2 separate regions of the Gossypium hirsutum genome follow, and region 2 is linked to region 1. The links are chromatin contacts, called in public Hi-C maps. All regions are on one chromosome and are shown on one strand. The core of a region is the stretch at or near the end of the contact, and the rest is flanking DNA. Distances in the headings are between cores, read along the strand shown. Region 1 holds the start of LOC107938542 (integrin-linked protein kinase 1). Region 2 holds the start of LOC107901837 (pterin-4-alpha-carbinolamine dehydratase 2, mitochondrial).

Region 1 (5,050 bases), core at 1,825-4,324:
TAATAAAATCTATTAAATCACATTTCATTATTATACTATATTTAACTAATAAATATCAATTAAATATATCTACGGACTCACTTGTCGAAATTGTGATTCTGAAATTATTGTTTCCGACACCACTGAAAAATAGATTGTTATAGGTTATAATACCATGAGAGGATATTGGTAAAAGTGATGGTATGGATTTTGTTGGTTTCGGTTTTGTGGGGGATATTGCTGACCAGAATGCAATGGGTCTTGGTTTGATTTCTTGGTCTGCTCCATATTTGCTCCAGTGTTATGACCAATAGGGTTTGTAACCTGATCATTAGTAGGATCAAACTCAGTGCTAGGAGGATCACTACTACCTGGATGCATCATATAAGTCTACGCTCATCGCACCAAATGTTAACTCGTGAGGTGAACAAGGTAAGAAGTTGAAGGTAGAATAAAGGAGAGAAGGGTGAAGGTCTAAGAGAGATTTCTATTTTCGAGAAAAAATTGGAGATTAAGAAGGAGCGTCGCACGTAATTTGTTTGCATGACATTTTTATAGTGGGGAACAAACTTAGCTATGTGTCCTAAGAACGCAGCTAAGAACGCTGACGTGGAAGCTTGATTTGATATCCTTGGCAGTGACGGTGACGTGACTTGATGTCCTAGGATGAGACAGATTAGGGCGACTAATAATCAATTACTTTGGATCTCAACATGTCCCTCACATGGTATCAGTGGAACTATCCCTTTCCAAAGTTCTCCGAGTTGGGATTTGTGAACTAACCTAAGTTTACAATATAATTAATTTCATTAAAAAGAAATATGTTCAGCTCTTTATAAATACACGACCGGATTCACAAGATACACTATAAAATTCACAAAATCCATGACGTAAGGTATAACACGTACTTAGTACTTATTCAGAACACCATCCAAAATTCACAGTATACCACTCTGCCTTACAAAAATGTATTTCCAACTTGCGGATCCAAGCATAATATATTTTATATATACACAAATACAATATCCCACCCACTTGTATTTGTTCCCAACATCATTAAATTCTGCCTTATCTACATTTTTGATGATGGCTTTTTCAAACGTCGGCTAAACTGAATAGTTTAAGCACATACCAATTGTCCCGTATACTCGATCACACCTAATTCAGATCACCAAAATAAGTGTTCCACGTGGTTCAACTAACTTTTTTGGATTAACTACACTAAATGTATTCAAATTATGAGCCAAATTTTAAACTAGTGCTTAAAATTTAAAACATTACAATCGATTTCTTAAAATATCGTCTGTTTCTTAATTTATACGTGTGTGAAAAAAAGAATAAAACGAAATACAAATAAACATTTAAAACCAAAGCTCACAGTAGAGTAATGAAAAATATGAGGCTTTTTTAGGTAATTAACCTAAAGAAATTAATTATTTACGAAAATGATTCAAGTTAAAATTTATGTACATAAATTATTCGTTCTCTACAGTGAACGACGGGCGGCACTGCCCCCTCATCATTAGCCAATTATCGGTTTTTTTTTAAAAAATAATTTTTTTGGATGCTGCCACTATGTCAAGCGGTTCTAGTATATATTTTTCAAAATATTCGTAAAAAATACGAGTATTCAAGGAGAGAATTTTTTTAATAAGTACTGTTGGTCTATCAGGCGGTGAGAATTAAAAAAAAGTGAAATAGAAAAATAGCTGAAAAGAAACAATTGAAATAATAAAAAATAAAAAAATAATAAAAGGAGAAGCCCGTGACTGATGCTTGCTTCATAGGTGGTTCTTGTTTTCTTGACTTGTTTATGCCACCATCAGTGGATGAAGTATTATTTCAAAAAATATAATCTTCAATGAGATGAGAGTGAGAAAGAAAGAGATATGAGAGAAATATAGAGGGATGAGAGAGAGAAAGACAAATCTGGGAAAGGGAAAAGAAAAAGAAAAACAAATATGTAAAATAAAGATATAAAAAGGAATTGAATATTTTATGGAAAACAAGAATCAAATATGAGAAAAGAAAGATACTAACATATATGAAAAATAGAGAATCAAATATGGGAAGAAAAGAGAATAACAAATATGCAAAATAGAAATAGGAAATGGAAAATCAAATATTGGAAAACAAAGAGAATAACATACATGGAAAATAAAGAATCAAATATGAGAAAGGAAAGAGAATAACATATATAAAAAATAGAGATATGTATTTTCCATAAAATATTAAATTCCCTTTCATATCTCTATTTTCAATATATGTTATTATATTTCTTTTCCCATATTTGATTTTCTATTTCTCATATACTCTATTTTCCTTTCCCATTCAAATTTCTCTTCTTTTTCTATGTACTAAGTTGTCTTTTTTTTTTTTATATTTTTTATTTCTCTTTTTTTTTTCCTCAATTGAAAACTCTAGTCGTCGTATTTAATAACCACCGATGCCGCCGTTTATAGTGGTCTTTCATACCGATTTCAACATCAAAGAAGATATTTTCTCTTTCTCGTTGACTTCTACGGTTCTGATCTCCTAATAGCTGACTTTAAATATTCTAAATCAATGACCAAAACTTTGAACCACTTTTTCTACAATGATTTTTTTAAAAATATTGTTGGTGTCATCTAACATGATGATGACACCTAAAAATATTTTAAAAAAAAACCTTATGTCACCTTCCTTGTATACCCACATTTTTAACAAACATTTTAAAAAATATATATTGATGTCGCCTAATGTAGTGACAACATTCAAAAAAATATTTTTAGAAAAAATTGATGATTGGCTAATCGAGTGACATTGATGATCACGATGAAAAATGCTTCATTTACTTATATAATTTTTGACTTAGATAATTTTTGTAAATAAATAAATTATTTTATTGATTGGAATAATATTTTCATTTAAAAATTCAATTGAGACATTTGTTTTGAGATGTACGAGTGCAATTATTTTTTTGTTAAAATATGTGGTCCCCTACACACGGCTCATCTGCACTAAAACTGTCTGATCATGAATTAGCGGTGATTTCTTTACCCCTTTCCGCAAATATCTAATAAAGTATAAAGTCGTCGTTTTCCCATTTCGTTTTGTTATTGTTCCGCTTAACGGAGCGCGTTAACTTCCCATCATAAGTTAGTCAACTGTCTCCTATCCTCCGCTACGTCGCCGAAATTACTCTCACGCATCTACAGCGAGTGGATACCACAGCCCCTTAGGAAAATACGTTACCTTAACCAATACTGAAACTTCAGCTTTCATTTCTTTTCCTTTTTTTTTTTTGGGTTTGAACTCTATATAAAACCTCCCCAAAATCTCTCAATCTACTTTCATTGTAAAAATCTACACGTCAGATCCTAGTTCTGTTTAATTCTTCTCTAATTAAGCGTTAATCAAATTGAAGATCATACTTATTTTGGATTTACGAAGAGAAGTAGCTATCTTTTCTTTGATTTTCTTGTTCTTGTTAAGTGATGGAAAACAAAGCGGCGGTGAGGTTTACATTAGGGAAGCAATCGTCGATGGCTCCGGAGAGAGACAGAGGCGAAGCGGATGGGAAAGAGAACGAGGAAGGAGAGGAGATAGACGAAGGAGTTAGGTTGATGTACTTGGCCAACGAAGGTGATTTGGACGGCATTCGCGAGCTCTTGGACTCGGGGATCAATGTTAATTTCCGCGACATCGATGATCGGACGGCTCTCCATATTGCAGCTTGTCAAGGACAGACCGATGTCGTTTCCTTGCTCCTTCAGCGCGGCGCTGACGTCGAATCTACAGATCGATGGGGAAGCACTGTAAGCAAAAAACCAAAATTGCCTCCTGTTTTGCTCTTTTTCTATTTTTTTTCTCTAATATATATATTTTTGGTTAAATAGCCTTTGGCGGATGCTGTATATTATAAGAATCATGATGTGATTAAACTTCTGGAGAAACATGGAGCTAAGCCTTTTGTAAGTTCCTTTTGCATTTTCTATTTGGAAATCTTTTTCCTTTGCTGATTTTTCTATTTATGTTGCTTGTTGAATTTTAATCTTAGATGGCTCCAATGCATGTAAATCACGCGCGTGAAGTTCCAGAATATGAGATTGATCCAAAAGAACTTGATTTTACTAACAGCATCAACATTACAAAGGTAATCTCTTATTTTATTATATGTAACTGATCATGGTTTCGTAATTGTTTAAATCATAGTCATGTCAAGGACTACTTTTATTGGGAAATTCATCAAGTCCTGGGGACTTGCTAATAGTGGTTACATTTGCATTCATAAGGAGAACAATTTTGGTTTGGACCTGTTTCTCAGTGTACGTTTAACTGGGCGCCCGGTACGGCGTAATTGATCTTCCATCGCCCCGAATTGTTGTTCTGATTACGAGGGCAGCACGGTGGAGACCATTCTAACATACTGCAATTTCACTGGACAGCTGGACCCTTTTGGGTCTGGTGGAGAATTCCCTCCAATCGCACTCACCTTGCCATTTTCACCCTTGCTTTCGTTCTTTAAATTTTCAACACTTGGCTATTTCTAATTTTCTATTTTGTTTCATTTAAAGGTTTTTAATTATTTTTTCATTTAAAATGATAAATAAATTTATTTTATAAGTGAATACATAAGTAGATAATAGAAATGCTGACCAAGTCTTAGCTCAGTTGGCAACAGTATTGTTGCCAGTATAGGAGGATGTGTGTTCAAATGTGCTTATCCTCAGGGTTGGAGAGGGATTATGCATAGTTTTAGGCTTTGTATAAAAAAAAAGTAGATAATAGAAATTTTGAGAATTTATATTTAAATAGTGTTGGAATATCTATAAAAAAAATAGTCTATTACAAATATATTAGTATTTTTAATGACTATTTTCTCTTTCACTAAGTTTCACCTCAGCACTCGCAACTGCCTTTCCTCTAAATAGATATCCCTCTGGTTTCACTCTGACTCTGACATTACCCAGATTATACACCTACAACAACTAATTTGACTTCAATTATTATTTCCAATTTCACCATCCATCCAAATGTGGCCTAATATAATGCTTATCAACATTTGTGGAGAATGCTAGTAATTTTTGAA
Region 2 (5,050 bases), core at 1,906-4,405, 400 kb before region 1:
GAAATGTTGTCATCCTAAAGGAAACCTTGGATCATTTCAAATAAAGTAACCTTACTTTGTTGGAGCACCGAGCATCCATCAATTTCTTCTAAATAAAGTACCAAGCTGCATTTCACATATCCACCATCTCATTTGGAGGCAACACTCTAATAATGCATGCGATAACCATACATATTTACTCCTCAACCCTTTGAATTCACAATATTCAACTCATTACTTCTTTATATGTATTAGAATTAGCAAATTGCATGTGCTTCATTATTTTATATCTAGTTATCCATATTTGTAGAATCCTCAAAACACAGAAGTCAAAATTTTAATACAACAAAGTACTGACCAACAATGTCGCAGAGCTTGAGCAAGAACTTTTGAAAAAGAAAAATAACTTAGACGGAGAAGAACATAGTTGTTTCCGACTTGTAAGTTTAACAGTCCATGGATACCCGTCAAGCACTAACTTTCTTCCTAAGGAGATGGTGCAGGTCAAGTGTGTTGATCTTGGCAGCAAGTATGAAGTCATTTTCCGTAAGTCCACCTATCCAGAAGGAACATTCACGTTTGAACATTACAAGTTAAAGAATTAACTGATCCTATTCTCGCTTTCTTAGCATAAGCTTTAGCTCCAGCACAGATAGATAAAAGGTGCCAGCTCTATCTATAACTCCTTTAACAGTAAATATTACAAAAATTATCAATCAAACTTAGGCATACTTGCAAATTAAGTATAACAAACAAACAAACAAATAAATAAATAAATACAAAGCATCCTCACCAGAATATTATGTAAAAGTAAAAAATGCAGAACTAGTACAGAAAAAGACCAAAAAGAGGCAAAAATGAAGAACAGAAATTTAGTCTTTTCAAGGACAAGAAATTATTACCAACAGCATGCGTCCATATTTCAACTGTTACATTGTTCCATCCGACCAGATGCAGATCTGGATGATGGCCTGCATTAGGGAGAACACTTTCACTCATCCAAGCAATGACCAAAATCACCAAGCAAGTCAATTACAGTCATTCCCTCTCATTAGAGACCTGTATTGAGTAAAAAACATAACACAATGTACCTTCTGCTTCAGCAATATCAGATATAAGCTGAAACATCTCCAGTCCTTTGGTGAAACTCTTAACTTTCCAAGACCTTTTTAGCTTCAATGTACCCCCTTCATTTGCCAAATTCCAACCATCCACCTGGTCAAAACTAAAAGAGTAAAAAATTTTGGTTTATATAATAAGACATTAATAGACATTTAGAAAAATACCTTTGGAATTAGTTTACTTGCAGTTTCTTCAGTCATGGCCCGTAGATCCTTTGTGTTGCATGGCACGCACTTCTTAGCTGACAAATCTAACAAAACCAATCAACCAGATGAGGCAATAAGAAGTATCCATCATGATCAAATCTAATTTCCTCATAAAACATTAGACAACAATGAAAGCCAATACGTAGCACAGCTGCAACTGCAATCCGCAGAAAAAAAAAACAGACCAAAAAGTGAGGAAAAGAGTAATTACATATCACAGCATATGTACAGGTTTAATCTCCTAATACCTCATAAAACAAGGATGGTTCCAAGAAAAATGAACTTTTTTAAGGAAATCGACCAACCAGGGGCATAGACAAGGGAGGCAGGCAGTGGCCCTGGCCCCCCCTAAAAATGGTAAATCTGCTATTTAACCTTTTCAAATTTACAAAAAATTACAAATTAGTATAATAGTAAAACTGCACTTTGGCCTCCTAAAGCAAGTTTCAGGCTTCACCCCTGCGACCAACCCCAGGCAATTTATTCACTTCAACATCAGCTAATGAAGTTCAATCCTATATTTTAAACTCAACATATTCAGAAAAAAAAAAGTGCAAGATCATATGACGAGGCAAGAGCAGTGGATTCTTTTGGTCCTAAGAAAATAAATAATATGCAGCATGGAATAATAAAGAGAGAAGTCAAGAGAGCCTTAGGCTGCAAAAGAGATTGGTTTTAATTTCTACAATAAGAAAGAACATGAAAGAATAGAATACACATATTATCAAAGAAGATGACATAAGAAATAAATTTAACCATTGAACTAAGATTGCATCACTTCCCATGTAAGACTAATTAAAAAGCAGTCTAATCTAAAACCCTTTTAACTGACGTTTCAACAAAATGCTAACAATCCATTCTCGGGGATATAATAAACTAAAAATGCATTCAGTTTTCCTTTTCCATAAAGGGTGAGAAGGGAAGGTGTTAAATCTTGGCCAAAATGGTATACTGCCATGATAACAAATCAAAAACACCAGAAACAGGTCAAGAGTAACGCGGCTTTGCTTCATACTATCAACATCATATGATGATGGTCTACCGTCATCAGTCTCTACGCACCTTTAGCAGTGGCGGTGAAAAACATTCTAAATCCATAAACCGAAATCTTATTTGATGAAATCCCAGTAGGATCACGATTATTCTCAATCACTTGTGTACCGCAACTGCATATAAATACAAAATGCATCTTCATACAAGAAAATTCTCTAACAAATTAAACTGAAACGACTTTAATTACGATTCCCATTACTATTATTCCAACATTACAATAGAAACTAATATCAAATCCAGCTAGATACTATTTAAAATAAAAAAAAATTAGCCGATACTCTGGATTAAGATTTAACTTCAAGGAACTAAGTTTTTATGAACCAGAAAAAAAAAAGGGGGGGAACCTACATGTAAGCTTAAAAGCAGCAATAAATATTCAATCTCTAACTAAAAGGAATAAAAATTACCGTCCATGAGATCCAAGAAGGACTGGAAGTGAAACAAGAGGTACCTGAAATAAAAATTAAATGAAAAAGAGAAAGAGAGATTGGAATGTATGAAAGAGTAAGTGCACCTGAAATTTAGAAAGTGAGAGAAACGGAGTTCGTAGCATTCGTGCGATCATTTGTCAATCTTGACGATGCTTCCGTTTTAATTTTGAACCCCCCATTAAGAATCCAAAAAAACCCCCAAAAATTAAAAAGAAGGGTCCTCGAATTTTTTATTTGGTCCCTCCTTGTACTATCTACAACATACATTCGCCTCCCCTTCCCAAGTTTATACTGCTAAATATATTTTTTTTCAAAATAATAGGGACCAACTCGCATAATTTGAAATTATATTTTAACTCAAGTGAAGCGAGTACTGTGCCTAAATTCAAAACATTTGACTTCGTAAGTCTTTAAAATTCTTTTGAAAATATTTAATTAATAAAATTTATTTTAAATGCGGTTATATCAAACCTAACAAATTTAAATATTTTAGCAAAAATGAGAGAAATCAGTTTATGTCGGTGTAAGTAAAATTAATTCGTATCTCTTTGTACCACTAATATTTTAATGATTCATCCATCATATTTTATATTTCATTCATATAAATTATGCATGTCAGATTTGATGTAAATTAAAATTTTATAACTATTTATTTTACGCAAAAAAAACTTTTAATCATTCAATAAATATTAATATATATATATATAATATTTTAGATAGATGTAATAGAGATATCGGATCAATTTGAGATTTGTACAATTATATCAATAAATTTAACGGTTAGATCGTTAAAATATTAGTCGTATAAAATGATACAAAATAATATAAAATTACTTTAATTTTACATCGATATGAATGGATCCCTCCCCTTTAGGAAAACATAATCATTTTAAAAACTAATGATGATAAATTAATAAGAAAAAGTAATCAAATTGCATTTTATTATTATTTTAAAATTAAAAAATACATCAAATAAAATAGATTGAATTTAATAAATAAAATTTAATTATCTATATATTTGTATTTATATTTTTAGTCCTTTACTGAGTAATATCACAAGTCAATTAAGCATCAATTTAGTGGGATTTTACTACAGTATCCTTTTAACGTTTGTTACTTTATTTTTTGAAAATAAATATGACATTATCTATTTATCCTTACATTAAACGCTTTATTAAGTTGATGTCACAAGTTAATTAAGCAATAAGTACAGTATCAAAAAAATTGGAACATAGGTCAAACTTTTAAAAAATATTAAAACCTTTAACAAAATCATATAAATTAATTTATAATATTAATACTTGATAAATCAATGTATAATATAGTTAAATGTAAAAGCATTACAAATTTATTAAAATAATAATTAAAAGAAAAAGTACATCAAATAAATTCCAATAACTCGCAACTTTTCACAATTGTCCATCATACTTTCTAATGTATTGAAACTGTTGAATTATTTTTTTCTTATCAATGTTTTAAAAAATATGAAATAAATAATTTTCAAAAATCAATATTTACTATTATCAAATAATATAATTATATGTAGTTTTAATTTTAACTAATATACCAAACAATTTTATAATATAAATTTAATATTTATAAATTTCTATACTAAAAGTTCAGTATTTAATTTTTCATTATTCAATTTTTTTTCGTTTATCAAATGCTAACTTAGTAAATATAATAATTATGACAAATTATATGAAATATAAAATAAATTGAGAATGCAAAAATGAATTCATTATTTTTTTTATGAAGCTAACATATAACTAGTATTTAAGGGTTGAGAAGGATTATACGTAATTTTAAGCATTGTATTAAAAAAGTAGTAGGTTTTCACAAAAATAAAAACCACACGAGTGCTTTTTGAGGTCACAAGAATGCAATATGTCAAACACAAGATTAACACAAACACGAAATTCACACTAGCAACAACAATTTCTAAACAAAAATATTAAATATTTCTAATTATTATTTGAGAAATTCAATATTATAAACACGACCAAATCTTAATTTCTTCAAGGATTTATATTAATACAAATCTAAAATTTATTACCGAATTAAGAAGCTAAGAATCTCATACAAAATCAACATCTTAGAATTACTTAATTAATAAAAAAAACTGAACTTTGCAAAAAAAAAAAAACCTCCATCACAAGTAAAATCACAATCTTATTTTTTTTTAGAGATTAACCAATAAATTTGATAAAGAAAAGGTGATGTTGCCAAATTAAAAAAGTATTAAAATATAGTTTACAT

Evidence for each region. Hi-C and Micro-C count contacts between places; a contact is called where the count stands out from the background.
Region 2: a Hi-C map of leaf shows a contact between it and region 1, with 1.7 times the contacts expected there. The contact joins the promoter of LOC107901837 here to the promoter of LOC107938542 in region 1. A contact is called at or near these places in 2 of 34 Hi-C or Micro-C datasets (both in leaf).

Annotation. Positions count from the first base shown.
Region 1 is chrD06:50,999,370-51,004,419 of Gossypium_hirsutum_v2.1, reverse strand. LOC107938542 (integrin-linked protein kinase 1) reads left to right here and starts at 3,074. Exons shown (of 12, transcript XM_016871733.2): 1 at 3,074-3,776; 2 at 3,858-3,932; 3 at 4,019-4,114. The coding sequence starts at 3,456.
Region 2 is chrD06:51,399,190-51,404,239 of Gossypium_hirsutum_v2.1, reverse strand. It overlaps LOC107901837 (pterin-4-alpha-carbinolamine dehydratase 2, mitochondrial), which reads right to left and starts at 3,155. Exons shown (of 7, transcript XM_016827996.2): 1 at 2,875-3,155; 2 at 2,768-2,811; 3 at 2,370-2,473; 4 at 1,266-1,351; 5 at 1,071-1,194; 6 at 882-950; 7 at 237-535. The coding sequence starts at 2,925. The coding sequence ends at 447.